Linked DNA regions of Mus musculus: all the other regions are linked to region 2. A link is a contact called in public HiCAR-type and promoter capture Hi-C data. All regions are on one chromosome and are shown on one strand. The core of a region is the stretch at or near the end of the contact, and the rest is flanking DNA. Distances in the headings are between cores, read along the strand shown.

Evidence for each region. Promoter capture Hi-C pulls out the DNA fragments that hold promoters and counts their contacts. HiCAR-type assays count read pairs that join an accessible place to other places.
Region 1: a promoter capture Hi-C map of pre-B cells shows a contact between it and region 2, with 3 times the contacts expected there. The contact joins the promoter of Cd200 here to the promoter of Nepro in region 2. A contact is called at or near these places in 7 of 39 promoter capture datasets (the 3T3-L1 cell line, 3T3-L1-derived adipocytes, the C10 cell line and 4 more), 3 of 484 Hi-C or Micro-C datasets (CD4 T cells and cortical neurons), 4 of 115 datasets of contacts at active chromatin or transcription factors (astrocytes, bone marrow-derived macrophages, embryonic forebrain and 1 more) and 1 of 9 other capture datasets (adipose tissue).
Region 3: a HiCAR-type map of astrocytes shows a contact between it and region 2, with 2.6 times the contacts expected there. The contact joins the promoter of Tmprss7 here to the promoter of Nepro in region 2. A contact is called at or near these places in 1 of 484 Hi-C or Micro-C datasets (cortical neurons) and 3 of 115 datasets of contacts at active chromatin or transcription factors (astrocytes, large pre-B cells and pro-B cells).
Region 4: a contact with region 2 is called in a promoter capture Hi-C map of 3T3-L1-derived adipocytes, with 4 times the contacts expected there. The contact joins the promoter of Gcsam here to the promoter of Nepro in region 2. A contact is called at or near these places in 10 of 39 promoter capture datasets (the 3T3-L1 cell line, 3T3-L1-derived adipocytes, the HPC-7 cell line and 6 more), 1 of 484 Hi-C or Micro-C datasets (cortical neurons) and 4 of 115 datasets of contacts at active chromatin or transcription factors (astrocytes, bone marrow-derived macrophages, embryonic forebrain and 1 more).
Region 5: a promoter capture Hi-C map of hematopoietic stem and progenitor cells shows a contact between it and region 2, with 3 times the contacts expected there. The contact joins the enhancer-like site here to the promoter of Nepro in region 2. A contact is called at or near these places in 7 of 39 promoter capture datasets (the 3T3-L1 cell line, 3T3-L1-derived adipocytes, the C10 cell line and 4 more) and 3 of 115 datasets of contacts at active chromatin or transcription factors (acute myeloid leukemia, bone marrow-derived macrophages and embryonic limb bud).

What each region holds. Positions count from the first base shown.
Region 1 is chr16:45,407,675-45,410,374 of GRCm38.p6, forward strand. It overlaps Cd200 (CD200 antigen), which reads right to left and starts at 1,379. Exons shown (of 6, transcript NM_010818.3): 1 at 1,182-1,379. The coding sequence starts at 1,193.
Region 2 is chr16:44,723,038-44,725,737 of GRCm38.p6, forward strand. It overlaps Nepro (nucleolus and neural progenitor protein), which reads left to right and starts at 1,264. Exons shown (of 9, transcript NM_145972.4): 1 at 1,264-1,431. The coding sequence starts at 1,326.
Region 3 is chr16:45,692,367-45,695,066 of GRCm38.p6, forward strand. It overlaps Tmprss7 (transmembrane serine protease 7), which reads right to left and starts at 1,292. Exons shown (of 18, transcript NM_172455.3): 1 at 1,241-1,292. The coding sequence starts at 1,288.
Region 4 is chr16:45,609,026-45,611,725 of GRCm38.p6, forward strand. Gcsam (germinal center associated, signaling and motility) reads left to right here and starts at 1,415. Exons shown (of 5, transcript NM_008099.4): 1 at 1,415-1,535. The coding sequence starts at 1,507.
Region 5 is chr16:44,197,908-44,200,607 of GRCm38.p6, forward strand. It overlaps Usf3 (upstream transcription factor family member 3), which reads left to right. Exons shown (of 8, transcript NM_001029889.2): 2 at 997-1,114; 3 at 1,212-1,260. Among named protein-coding and RNA genes, the nearest start is that of Usf3, 26 kb to the left of the region's middle. Within about 2 kb of position 1,389, at least 65 of the 459 cell types and tissues checked have an H3K27ac peak or open chromatin away from gene starts, as enhancers often do. A contact at or near this core is called in acute myeloid leukemia, bone marrow-derived macrophages and hematopoietic stem and progenitor cells, where this site is marked.

The DNA.
Region 1 (2,700 bases), core at 129-2,628, 680 kb after region 2:
AAAATGAATGAATTTCCTGTTTAGTCTGGAGTCCCACTCCCAAGAGATCTTATTGTGCATATGCAAATATACAAAAATCTTTATTAAATAGCATTTTTGAATGGTAAAGATCCTAGGAGCTTGCCTACTGCAAACCCAGCAAGTCAGTGCTGCAGCAATATCACAGGTGTGAGGTGACAATTCCACGGTTAAAACCCTGAAGACAGTGCCCAGAATTTAACGGATGCTAAAAGATTAACCAATCAAGAATTAACTAGAGAGTCCAATCATGAAGATTCAAAAAAAAAAATCCTCCTACAATTCTTATCAAGAAGGTGGATGTTCATTAGCTCCTGGGTCTTAGCTGACAACTCCACAGCTGCTAGGTGCATAGCCCCATTCCCCTATTCTTTCTAGGTCTGATTTTGTACCTTATTTCATTGCAGCCACAGAGACTTGGAGAGAAAAAAAAGAACCTCTCTCTCCGATTCTTTGTAAAACAGAAAGCAATTCCTTGTTTGAACATTAAGAGCATCTAGCTGACAGATCCACATTCCTCTTTGTTAAGAAAGGTAACACAAGTCGGTCTTTGTCAGCCTGATGAAAAGTGGTACCTGGGGTTTAATTGCGTTTAGATTCGCATTCAATTCTACCAATTCCGTGTGTATAAAGAATAAGGCGTATGACCACCCTTCCTTTTAAAATTTTCTGCCTTGTAAACAGTACCAAAGACTCAAAATGTCGGCCTCTCCTCTAAATACCTTGGCATTTAACAAGACCACTAAGCTGTGGCTTGCTCGCTGCAGTACTGCTAGATGCTTCATGGTTTCCTAGGCAAGGAGCAGAAATGCAGCAAGAGAGGGGGTGAGAAAGAGAGCAAGCGAGATTACTAGGCTACACCCCTGCTGCAGGTTAAGGACCAACATAGGGGACGCAAAGAGCTACTCCTCCCCTTCTGGGAGCCATGGAGCTCAGGCCGTGTTTTCGCAATGGAATCGCAGCAAGGAGCAAAGCCGCCCACCCTAGATACACGCGTTCCCCGGGCTTTCTCCGGCCGGTGCCTCCTTACAGAGCTCCGAGCCCCGGATACCACTTCTCCAAAGAACAGCTTCCTTGCTTTTCTCGCAGGCTCCACTGGCTTCTGAGAGCCGCGGCTCCAGATCGCCCATTCCGCCCTCCTTCGCATCTCAGATTCCACTCACCAGACTGCCCATCCTTGCTCTGGGCCGCAGCTAGACACCAGCTTCTCGGGGTCTGAGCTCTTCCACGATGGAGGATATCTCCGCAACACCTGTGAGCAGGGACACTACTATTCGCCGTAGAGAGAGCCCCCTCCACTGCACAGGCAGACTCTACAGCTCCTCTAGTGTGGAGGAAGAGACGACCAACCAACCACGCCCTCTACAACCTCATCCCTAGCCCCTGCCCCCGCCCCCGCCAGGTTCTCGCCTTTTAGAGTAATATAGCAAAAATGTGAAAGAATCACTCTATATTTTTTTCATTTTAGATTTATTTATCTTATTTTACATGTGTATGCATGTTTCGTCTGCATTCCCATCACTGGCCTCTCTCCCGTGCCAAATGGCAGTATAGGGTGACGTAGTCCATACAGAAAAATCAGAGTGGGAACTAACTTGAGTGGACAGTAATTTGAGTCAGAAACCTGGTGCATCCTGTGGTTCTGTACAGCAAAAGATAAACACGGAGAACAGAACAATAGTGTGTGTGTGTGTGTGTGTGTGTGTGTGTGTGTGTGTAGGGGGAAGGTAAGGAGCTTCATACAGACACCCTGGGGGAAAAAAAAAAGGAAAACTTTATTTTACGATTTGTTATATTAAAGGCCAGTGCGAGTGTGTGTGTGTGTGTGTGTGTGTGTGTGTGTGTGTGTGTGGTTACCAGGTACCTCATCTAGAGCTTTAGAGGTCCTAAGGGCTCAGAGTTACCTGTGAACACACTTCCTGAAAACCCAAAAGCACTTTCTTTCTGCTAATCAGATTGTCCTGCAGTATTCCTTAAAACAGATGAGAACCAAGGGACAGATCAAATGAGTCACAGGAAGCCCTGGAACTGAGGTTTTTCCTTGATGAAAGCTTTACAGAAACGATTGACTATATTGGTGACATTTCTGTTTCTGTACTAGAGTAGAAACCTGTGGAAAAAGATTTGTTGGGCTTATAGCTACAGGAGGAGAGTCTCTAAGTGACCAGGAGGCATGGTACCAGGCTGCCAGAGAGATCACATCTTCAATCACAAGTATAAAGCAGAGAGAGAGAGAGAGAGAGAGAGAGAGAGAGAGAGAGAGAGAGAGAGAGAGAGAGAGAGAGATCGAGAAAGAGAGAGAGAGGAGAGAGAGACTTGGGACCTACAACTGAAGGTCACCCTCTAAAACCTGACAGTGGGACCCATTGCTGAGGTCAACTTTCATTCAGCTCACTGAACATAGAGAGGCTAGAGCTGAGGTTTGGACTCTAGACTCTAGTCTCTCTGGTGTGAGAAGGTATTCTACAGACCATGAAAAGACAAACCTGGACACTAAACCTGCCTCTAAATCCTCTACCCACAATATGTCCTGCCTATGAGATTTTAGTAGAAAATGTGAGGGAGTGACCAACCAATGTTTAGTTTAACTTGAGGCCCACCCTATAAGAGAGAGCTTGTACCTATATTGCCTGGATGGTCAAGAACCAGATAATGGAAAGCCCAGAGTCCTAGGGTAGAACC
Region 2 (2,700 bases), core at 14-2,513:
CAGCGGGAGAGCCTGACTCAGAAGCAAAGGTGGGTAGTGGTAAAGGAAGACCCTGACCACTACCCTTAGCCTCCAACGTGCACACACGACACATCTCCAACTAAAATATCTTCTGTCTTCCACAAGTCCAGAAACATTATGTTGATTCTGTTAAGTCTGTGGTAATATGTTACAGCCCAAATAGGAAACTAACACACAGGTAATTTGGTAGTGCATTAGAGGGGCATTTAAGTCGTTATGGTGTGAGGATAGTTTACGAAGTGTTATTAAAGATAGTGATCCCAGAGCTGACTGAAGAAGTGAGATTGTTTCAAAATGGTTCAAATGAAAGAGCAATTAAGCTGGGCAGTGGTGGCACACGCCTTTAATCCCAGCACTTGGGAGGCAGAGGCAGGAGGATTTCTGAGTTCAAGGCCAGCCTGGTCTACAGAGTGAGTTCCAGGACAGCTAGGGCTATACAGAGAAACCCTGTCTCGAAAAACCCAAAAAAACAGAAAAAAAAAAAAAACAAAAAAACAAAAACAAAAACGAGCAATTATCTGTAAGGAACACACAGGACAGAGAGCATCTCAGTAGGGCAAGATTACTTGCGTTAAATACGTCTAGTAAGAGTAAAAATTTGTACAGCAGGCACTGTTCTAAGAAGTCTTTACCCCCAAGCACACTGAGGTCTGAAGAAATTACCTTTTTGGGATAATATATGGTAATCCGCAGACATAATGAAGCAACTTGGCAGTCTCACTTAATGCCCACCAACTGCTCCTCTCCACCCTGCGAAAGAAACCTTATGAACAGAAGCAAGAAGGCCCCAAGGACTTAAAACGAACAATCACCAGTAATCAGTGATCAGAACCAGCAGAGCCTGGAATATTTTGTCGGAGAAAATGACGGTGATAATGGGTGGTCAAGACAACCTCTGGGTTTTTTGTAATTATTGAAGTTGAGCTATATCCAAGCTATATAGTTTTCCTTGACTACTCCAAATAAATCGTGACTACGTGACGAATGTCACATTTGCTGATATGATGCGAGTTCTTCTTTTCAAAATATCCGAGTAAGAGTTAAAAGGCTGGGCCTCACTCGGATCCATCAGTAAAATGCATAGCTTCGAAGTTGCTCTAAAAATGTAGGAGCCTCAGAATACTCTAACACGTTTCTCCTTTCCCAGCGGGTCTAACGGGCCGTGACTCCGCCCCGGGGCGGGCCCCACACCTCCGGCCCGCCCCGCTCCGCCCTCGTCCCCTCCCTCCCTCCCTCTCCTGCCCAGGCCGCTCAACTCGCTCACGCTCCGCTCGGCCTTCCCCGGCCCTCCCACGCCGCTCGAGATGGCCGCTGCGGTGCGGCCGGGTGCGGAGCCGTGGAACCGCGTGAGGATCCCCCAGGCGGGGAACTGCAGCACGCTGACCGTGCGGGACCCCAGCGCCACCCTGGGTGAGTGTGGCCGGCAAGGAAGTCCTAGCGTGTCTCCGGGAACCGGCGGGCGGGCTCACGTGGGACGGGGTGGGACTTCCTGAGCGCGGGGCACGCCGGGAAGGGGAGCGCCAGGCGGAAGGTCCGGCCTGGATAGTGTGGCATGAGGATTGCTGGCAAGCGCCTGGGCTTCGCCGTGACTGTGCTGGAACAGGAGAGCACGACTAGTCCCGGCCCTGCATGTGTAGCCCCCAAACGCTGCCTGGGTCCTGTGCTGTCCCCAAGGATCGGGGCTGTCACCCAAGTACCGTACGCCGGGGCTTCGGACCTCCGGCTTGTCTCTAAAATACAAGAGCTCGTTTTCCCCTTACTGGGCGAGGGAGTTACTCTGGTCTCTCGGTTCTTCTCAAGTGGGGAAAAATGAGATAGTTAGAGCAGTTTGTTTAGAAAACAGGGACTCGCAAAGAGATGTGTGTGGGGGTGGGGTCTGTGTTGTGAGTTTTAATTTAGTTTGTTAGTATATATGCTGTGGAGGTGTTAACCATATAAGAGGGATCGGGCGATTTGATTTACCCGCTCCCAAATCACGGGCCGGCTCTCGTTTGGAACGTTCTTCCCATGATCCTTTAGAAAAGCCTATTGGGTGGGTGGGACGAAAAGATGGGCCCATGCGTATGGCCAAGCCGAAATGAGGATTCTCAGGATTCACGTGGTAAAAAGCGAGAACCAACTTCTGCAAGTAATATGTTCTACATCTCCCCCTGGATTTAATGCTGTGCTACAACCCCGACCCCCCCAAAACGTAATAAAATATTCAAACCTAAATATTATAATGAGGTGGGGGTCTTTCGAATTGTGAGTTAATACCTGGGTTGCCTTAGTTTTTTGTTGTTGTTTTTGTTTTTTGAGACTGAGTTTTCTGTGTAGCCCTGGCTTTCCTGGAACTCACTCTGTAGACCAGGCTGGCCTTGAACTTAGAAGTCCCCCTGCCTCTGCCTCCCCAGTGCTGGGATTAAAGGTGTGCGCCAGAGCGAGAGCAGCCTACCTAAGCTTGAAGGATGTTTAATCACGAAGGGACATTCAGCTACCGGGAGACACAGCTACGAAATACTGTAGTTTTCACGGTTACATCCAACTTTTTGTTTTTGAAGCTGCTTTTGGTCCTATGACTGTCAGTTACTTTTTGTTATTTCTAAGACAGGTTTTACCCCAGTCAAAAATGGGGATAAAAAATAGTACCAGCTTCTTGGCCATATTGGGGAAATGAAAAGGTTGATACCACGAAGCATT
Region 3 (2,700 bases), core at 42-2,541, 970 kb after region 2:
CTAGGGAGACAAACTAAAGAGGTGTGATTATTTTCGCTGGCCTGGAGGGTTGGATGCCGACACTGTCTTTTTGTCATTGACAGCCGCTAAACTGGTTGGTGACTCAGTTTCTCAATCATAAATAAAAGAATCTTTCTAAACAAAAGCGAGAAATGAAGTAGATGACTCACTAGCTGGTAAAATTGCTGGTTTATGGGCATTGGATTGCTTGAAAAGGGGGAAATGCATTATTTAGCTGTTTCCTCTCCTCCTCTCTTATTTTCTCCTCTACCTTCTGTCATTTGATTCTGTGAATTCTTTAATAATGCATGTGAGAGTTTAGCTTCTTAGACAAAGAGATTTATACATGTCAGGGTAACTAAACTCCAGTGATGAAATAACTTTTAAACACACATCCTTTTAACAGCAGCATTACAGGAAAAAAAAAACAAAGACAAAACAAAACAAAACAAACAAAACTAAACAAAAGAAACCAAACCAAACCAAACCAAACCAAACCAAATTAACAAATAAAAAAACCCAACAACAATGGTGAAGAAGTAAATTGTCTGGCCATCTCTGTTACCCTTGCCTCATCCTCTCACCCTCTTCCTCCTTCTTCCCGTCCAACTGCCACATTTTCCAGTCTTTAATCCTGCCAACTAATGGGATAATATGGGGCCAAGTACACTTTGCATTATTCATGATGCCCTCGTTCTCTTTGCCAAGCATCCTTGTCAACCCTTGGAATGAAAAGCTGTCTCTATCTCTCATGGTGAAAGTGAACTGGACAGACTTCATTTGATGTGGGTTTTTGAAGGGGTGAGTTTGTTCTTTTGGAAAGAAAATGAGCCACTGTAGGAAGAGTTAAGTGTGGCGTCAAAGCTACTTTTAAGCATAACTCCTGAAGGAGTAAAAGAAGTGTATGGAAATGCCAACACATATAGAATGCCAGGGCCTAAGCTGGATCTTTAGGTACCAGAACATATTATAGGCAGTCTCGGTTAGCACTAGTGATTAAATTTTAAAGTGGAATTTATGTAGCAATCAGTACAATTTCCCTGGACTTTTCTAAAAACAGTATTAACCAATTACCATCTACAGTCCTTTAAAACAAACTCACATTCACAAAACCTATTAAATACTGTAAAATTTAAGCATTTATTTTTGTCTTCTTTGTTTTTACAGCCACGTAGATTCATTTCACCAGCAGCACACAGTGTTCAAGCGGAGAGTGAGGGCTTCCCACGGCTGCACTTACTTTGAGGTCTGAGGACTTGCAGGAAGGATCACTTTTTTCTTTATCCATTTTCTGTCTCGTGTGTGTGACCACGTAGGGAAGTCTGCAGGCCCGTGTTCACTCGCTTCCTCCCATGCTAGCTTGAAAAGAATGGAGAGGCAGTTGCCGTTTGTTCAGCTAGCTTACAGGGGAACGGAATCAGCTTACCACCCGGGTCCAGTTCAGAAACTGAAGCTGTCTTCCTGCTTCACTGTAAAGTTAAAGGGACCTAGCATGCAGCAGGTCACTGACAAGGATGGGTTTCTGTATGTAGCTCTATGATGAGCCAAGGACTCAGTTCCTATCGGAAAGGCAATCCATCAGTCCCAACATATTGACAAGTCTTATTAAGATTGAGTTAACCAAGCACACAGCTTCCTACTGACCTCTCTGTGTCCTCATCTTAAATATAACGTCAGAATGGTCCACTTGCATTTGCTCTTCACATCTGCCTTCTTCAAGCCTTTCTGAGTCTACAACACCTGGCTCGTTTGCTCAGACTACCAGCAGGATTATTCTTCTTATGCCAAGAAGTCTTCACTGGTTATACTATAGAAAAAGCAAGCCATTAAACCGGGCATGGTTCTTAATCCTAGAACTTTGGAGACAGAAACTGAAGGACAGGAACTTTATGTGGACTCGATGGGTTATATTTAGCAATGTACACATACATATATGTCTGTAATGACAATTGATTAATAAAGAGAAAGAACATTAATTTGAAGGAACTCAAGGATGGGGTGTATGGGAGGCTTGAGGGGAGGAAAGAGAAGAGAGAAAAGTCACTAAAATACAATCTCAAAAACAAACAAAAAAACAAAATACAGTCCAGTTTGAGTGAAGAGATATATGCCAAGACAAGCATCTGACTGTTAAGGGTAGACTCTAGATGTGGGCAGATTTACTGATGACATTAAGTTCGTTCAATGCAAAGTTCTAAATGTTTCTTGCTAAGACGCTATGATGTCCTTACAGGCAGGAGCCTAGCATGGCTGCCCTCTGAGAGGCCCAACAAGCAGCTGTCAGAGACAGATGCAAATACTCACACCCAACCAGTGGACGGAAGTCTGGGGCCCCTGTGGTTGAATTAGGGAAAGGCTGGAAGGGATTGTGGAGGAGGGCAGCCCCATAGGAAGACCAGCATTCTCAACCAATCTGGACCCCTAAGATCCCTCAGACACTGAGCCACCAACCAAGCAGCATACCCTAGCTGGTCAAAAGCTCCCAACACGTATATAGCAGAGGACTGCCTGGTCTGTCCTCAGTGAGAAAAGAAGCACCAAACTGTTGGAGAGACTTGAGGCTCCAGGGAGTGGGGAGGTCTGGAGTAGGGCAGGGTGGGAGTGGGGAGGAAGAATGGGATGAGAAACTTTCAGATCTGGTGAATCTTGAATAGTATAATGACTGGACTGTAAAAAAAAAGATTATATATATATGATGCT
Region 4 (2,700 bases), core at 165-2,664, 890 kb after region 2:
TCACAGCAACAGAACAATAACTAAGACAGTCCCCATCCTGCTGTTTGCCTTAGATATGACTTCTGTATTGCTGAAAGTCAAATAAAGAAATATATCTCCTCTGTTCTGCTCACTGTTGAGCCCAAGGTCCTCGGCACACAGTAGGTTCTCAACACACACTTGTTGACGGGATGAACAAATGAGTAACCAAACAAGAAACAACCATCATTCAAACGATGATTGCAGTCCCAGGATTCATTTAAGCAGTATAACTTATATACAGTTTACACATCCTTAGTACCATAGTAAAGAAGGCACAGACACACAGCCACTACGGTGGAGACAAAGAACAAGATCCTTTCCTAATATCATTGCCACCTGTCTGTGCAGGGAGTGGGGTGCTCCTGGCAAGCAGTCCAGGAGATATTCAGGTTATTTCTGGGTCCTGGGAGTCTGGGCCTCTGAAATGCAAGGTATCTGCAGCAATATGGACTCAAATTCTGCCTTTAGAGGGCAGCCAAGAGCAATAGCAATAAGGCTCTGTGTTTAGGGAGTCTTTGATAGCCCTAACCAACAGCTCAAAAGATGATTTATAAAGGGTGGTGCTGCCGTTTCGGTTAGATGAATTTTGACTTTTGGAGGAGGCATTGTCAGACAAGATGGGGAATTTTTATTTAAACCAATATATTTATGCACGGACTTCCATAACTACAGGTATTTTTAGGTAGAGAGCTAGTAGTATGACTCCTTATGACTTTTTCAGCCATCCTTACTGTTATTTTACCTTCTTCCTTCTGGATTTATCATCCTTCACACACACACACACACACACACACACACACACACACACACACACAGTAATTAGAGTGCTCCTATTTTTCCCATTTCCCACATCAAACCATTTTACCCTATGATTCCCCTCTCTATGGCTCTGTGGCCACTTCACTCAGCAATGGTCCCTCTCAACTTGCCTTGTTTGTACAGTTACTCCAGTATATGTGCTCGTGAGTACATTTTGAAAGTTTATATATGCCCAGCTAGACTGTGGCTTGATTCTGTTTTCCCTTTTGGAGTTTTTTTTTTTTTTTGAGGGGGGGTATTTGATATTTCAGACTTTTTTGTTTTGTTTGCTTCTAAACAATGATCCTCTCCCATTTGACTTTCTTACTAAATACAGGTGTCTGCCATGGAAAATCTCCCATGGTTCCTCCGTTAGGAAAAGCCTGGGACTCCCTAGTGGCTAACCCTCTCCCTAACCAACCTTTTTTTCCTTTGGTTAATAGTCTGGTGCATCAAGGCCCTGGTCTTTCAAGACACACAAATGTGCCTCTCATCTCCCCCTCAGCCTCTTCCTCCACCATCCAGCAGGCACCTCCTCTTTCTGACTCTACACGGGTGACCAGAGCAGCTCTGAAGCTACTGTCAGTCGGAAACTGCCAGTTACAGAGCACAGTGCCAGACCAAGGTGCAAGCCGGCTGAGAAGGAAGTGGAGACTACCAGAGGGAAGGTGCTGAGGGGCCTGCCTCATGGGGAACTGTTTGCAGAGGACAACCAGGTGAGCTCACTCCCTCCTGCGAGCAGAGACCTGAGCCAGAGGTGAAAGAAAAAAAGAGGACAGCTTTTAGGGTGAATGGACTAGGGAAGGGGTGTGACAAGAATTCAGTCCCTCCTGAGCCATACACCATGTGACTATCCTTACAGGTTTTCACACACAGAGACAATGAGAACATAAGAACAGGTGAAATGAGAGAAAGAACTTATTAAAGGAGGACTCCTGTCCATCTAAGAAATGAAACAGCTGTCCTGGGGCTGGGGAAAGGCATCCTTTCTTGGGCCCTGGATGTTCCTGAATGAGTTATATGTGCCCACCCTTTCGGGGAGTCTTTATAAATTTAAAATAAACACCACATTTCCTGCCATGTTGAGACGGCAGTTAGTACACTTATAGGCGGGTTAAGGAAAAGGTCTTGTCACTAGGGAGAAGACTTGCCTTCATCTTCCTGGACTTTGGTCTCCTCATTTTAAATGGAAAAAAAATTTATAATCCTACCCGGAGGTTCCAAGTGTAGATGGTGGCACCATGGTCCCTGACAGAGAAGGTCTCAGTGATGGGGGACTCTTCTCAATTTTCAGAGCAAATTTTTCATTCAATCAAAGAGAACACATGTAAAAGAAAATATGATCACACAAAATAAGAGAATTTCTATGGTATAAAGTTAGGTGATCTATAGAGGTCTGGCAGGGGGTCTTCCTTGCTGCCTTGGTCTTATATAACATATAAAGGGGAACATAGAAAAATGACGTCTTACACAAATGCTACTTACCCAAAGGAGGCTTGGCAGTATTCACGTCTTTTCCAGAGAGCCAGTATTTGCCCTGGACTCTCCCAAGCCTCCTCCTGCTTCTAGTAGCCTTAGTAAGATTATGAATGGCTGCCCTTATAGCTCCCTGTGACATCCTGTAAAGCACAATTGCTTCTTAATTTCTGCTCACTGCTTTGTGAATGCCTGGTTCTTGCCTTTGTTTCTGGCACACAGCAGGTACTCAGTGCTAGACTGATGACTGGAAGCATTCCTGAGGAGAGAGAAAGCAAAATGAAGATATGGTATAGATGAAGAAGCAGTGATAGATGACATACCTGCACTTTCGTGTTTCAGAACTTTGCTGTGGGGTTAAGTGGTGTAGCACCAAAGTATATTTACTATGAGAAGGTGAAGTGT
Region 5 (2,700 bases), core at 139-2,638, 530 kb before region 2:
TGCAGGAAATGAATGGAACTAAAAAACATTTTAAGTAAGGTAACCTAGAATCAGAAACATAAATCCCACATGTTCTCTCTCACCTGTGGACTCATAGACATGAAATCCACAGACAGAAAGCACAATGAGGTAATTCTTATTATCTATGCTTGGGAAACATTATCCTAAAATAGAACTAAGGTTCTCAGACTTTCTGAGCAGAAAGAAAGAGAAGAAAGGAGAAAGGGGCATCTCCTAGGAAGACTTAGAATTCTAGACCCCCTGCTCTTCCTCACTTGTAGGTCTGGCACAGAGCTGTGAAGTGTGTCTTATGTCCCCTCCTCTGTTCACAGGTCTTTAGCCTACCTTCCTAAGGGAGCAAGAGGACCAGAGTTAGAATCCCCAAAACCCACACATACCAGGTGGGCATGGTGGCTCGGACTGTGGAGACAGGGTGCCTATGGAGACTGGCCATATTGACAGGAAACTCTGAGTCCCATTGAGAGTCATTGCCACTAAAAGGATAAAGCAGAGGGCATCACCCTTGGAGCTCCTCGTGTGTGCGCATTCTCACATATACTCACATGTGCCCACACACTTGTAACCATGCACCACACAATGTATATACACATGTGAAGAAGAAATAAAATTTAAGTAAGGGAAATGGGAAATGGAAGGAAAGATAATTTTCGAATTGACGGTGGGTCTTAATATTAGACATAACATGGAGGTCTTTAGAAATCCATGGGTAGTGAGGGCCCAAGGGACCATGAGCGTACAGAATTAAAAGAACCTGTATACATGCTGTCCCTTGCCTGTAAGACCGCCCCCCCCTTATGGTTTACCCACTGGAGAAGGGTGTTTTGAGAGTAACTGCATTCACTTGCTCTCCAGTGGTGGGGAATGACCAGGGATATTCTTCTTGCCACTAAAACTTGCCTGCATGCTATCAGTTGCCAGCTTCATCTCATGGATACTTGGTGGCTATAAACACTCATTGGTTTTTCTTTTTTGTAGTAAGAAGAAAACATAACCTATAGAGACCATCTTCTGGCAGAAGATGATAGATTTGAATCAGAAAGAGGAGGTGTTGGAAGCCAGGAATCTAAAGTGAAGAAACTCTGCAAGCCCCTGGGTGAGAAGGGAGATGGGTCATTTGTGTGCTTGCTTGCTGGCTTGTCCCCACATTACAGTTCCGTGCTCATCCACTGCAGGGCTTCTCTCGGCCTTAGGCAGCTTCACCAGCTAGAAGGAAAGGTGGAACAGGAACAGGCTGCAGAAGTGAGTTGTTTTTGAAAAACATTGTAAGACTTTTTTTTTTTTTTTAATTGTGGTGTGCACACCCCATGCATGACGTGTGTGGCATTTAGAAACAACTCGGCAGGAGTCGGTTCCTCTTTCTGTGTGAGTCTCGGCATGGAACTCGGATTGTCAGGCTTGGTAGCAGACACTTTCACCTGCTAAGCCATCTTGCTAGGCCTGGAAATGAGTTGTGACTCCATGTTCTCCAAGGCCGTATCAGTCAGTGTTTCCTGTCAGCTTCTTGTCTGCCTTCCCTCCTTCTGCCCTCCTCCTTTCTAGGGCTGGGGCTTATTGTGAAATAGAGCATTTCCTAGGCCCTTGTTGCTTCCAGGCACCGCGTGCATGCATGCGTGCGTGCATGTGTGCGTTGTGCCTTCCTGACATTCTTTCGCTCCCTTCTCAAAGCAGCCCAGTTATGTAGAACTAAAGTTCCAAGAGTCTGCCCACAAGTGAACAGCTAGGAAGGGGTACAGCCAGGTTTTAAACCCATGGTTTCTGAGTTTACTTCTATACTTACTACCTCCCTTCCTCCCCCTTCCCAGAAGAGGGGTCATGGGGAGTGTTGCATTTCTATCTTTCCCTTGTAGCCCAACAGGTACGCTACCTTGGTGGCCTCTTTTGGAAGGTTCAGTGTGTCTCGGGAACATTTTCCCTTTCAAACTATGGAAAGTCAGCGAGGAGAAGGGAATCCCCAGTAGGACTGCTGACCTTGTACAACTGTGCGCGTGTGTTAACTCTCCTGTCTCCAGGCTTTTCCCATTTACCTGTAGATTGCCCTATAGGACATCAGTTTCTAACCAGGTAGTGGTGTATGCCATAATCCCAACATTCAGGAAGCTGAGGCAGGGGGATTACAAGTTTGAGGCCATCCTGGACTACATAATGAGACTGTCTGAAAAGAGAGAGGGCCAAGAGGAAAAAGAAGGAAGGAAGAAAGAGGAAAATTCATGGTCTTCATATATTTTTCACACTCACACTTTAGGGAGTCTCCATGGATAACTGAGACTTGTGACACTTGGAAATTGAAGGAAGCCTAACTGTGCTTTGCATCTGCTACTTAGACTAGTGTTTGGCCTTTGCCGTTTCTGGAGAGGATCGGGCAGTGTGTTCTCTTCCTTCATGCTGGCCAAGTGCTTTACCAGCGGCAGCTTACTCTGAAGCTCATGCTAGTCTGGCACCTGCCAGGCCTCCCAGGCTGGCCCCAACTCATGATCCTCCTGGCTCTGCCCTCCTAGTGTTGGGATCTCCAACTTGCGTTCTATTTCCTTAGATCTCCTTTCATCTACAACATCCAGTAAAGTATGTTTCTGTGGGTTTTTTGTTTGTTTTGTTTTTTGGTATTGAAATAGAATTGCCATTTGATTTCTCTGAACTTTAGAAGAGCTAAACATCTTGGAGTATATCTGTCTTTTTATCCCT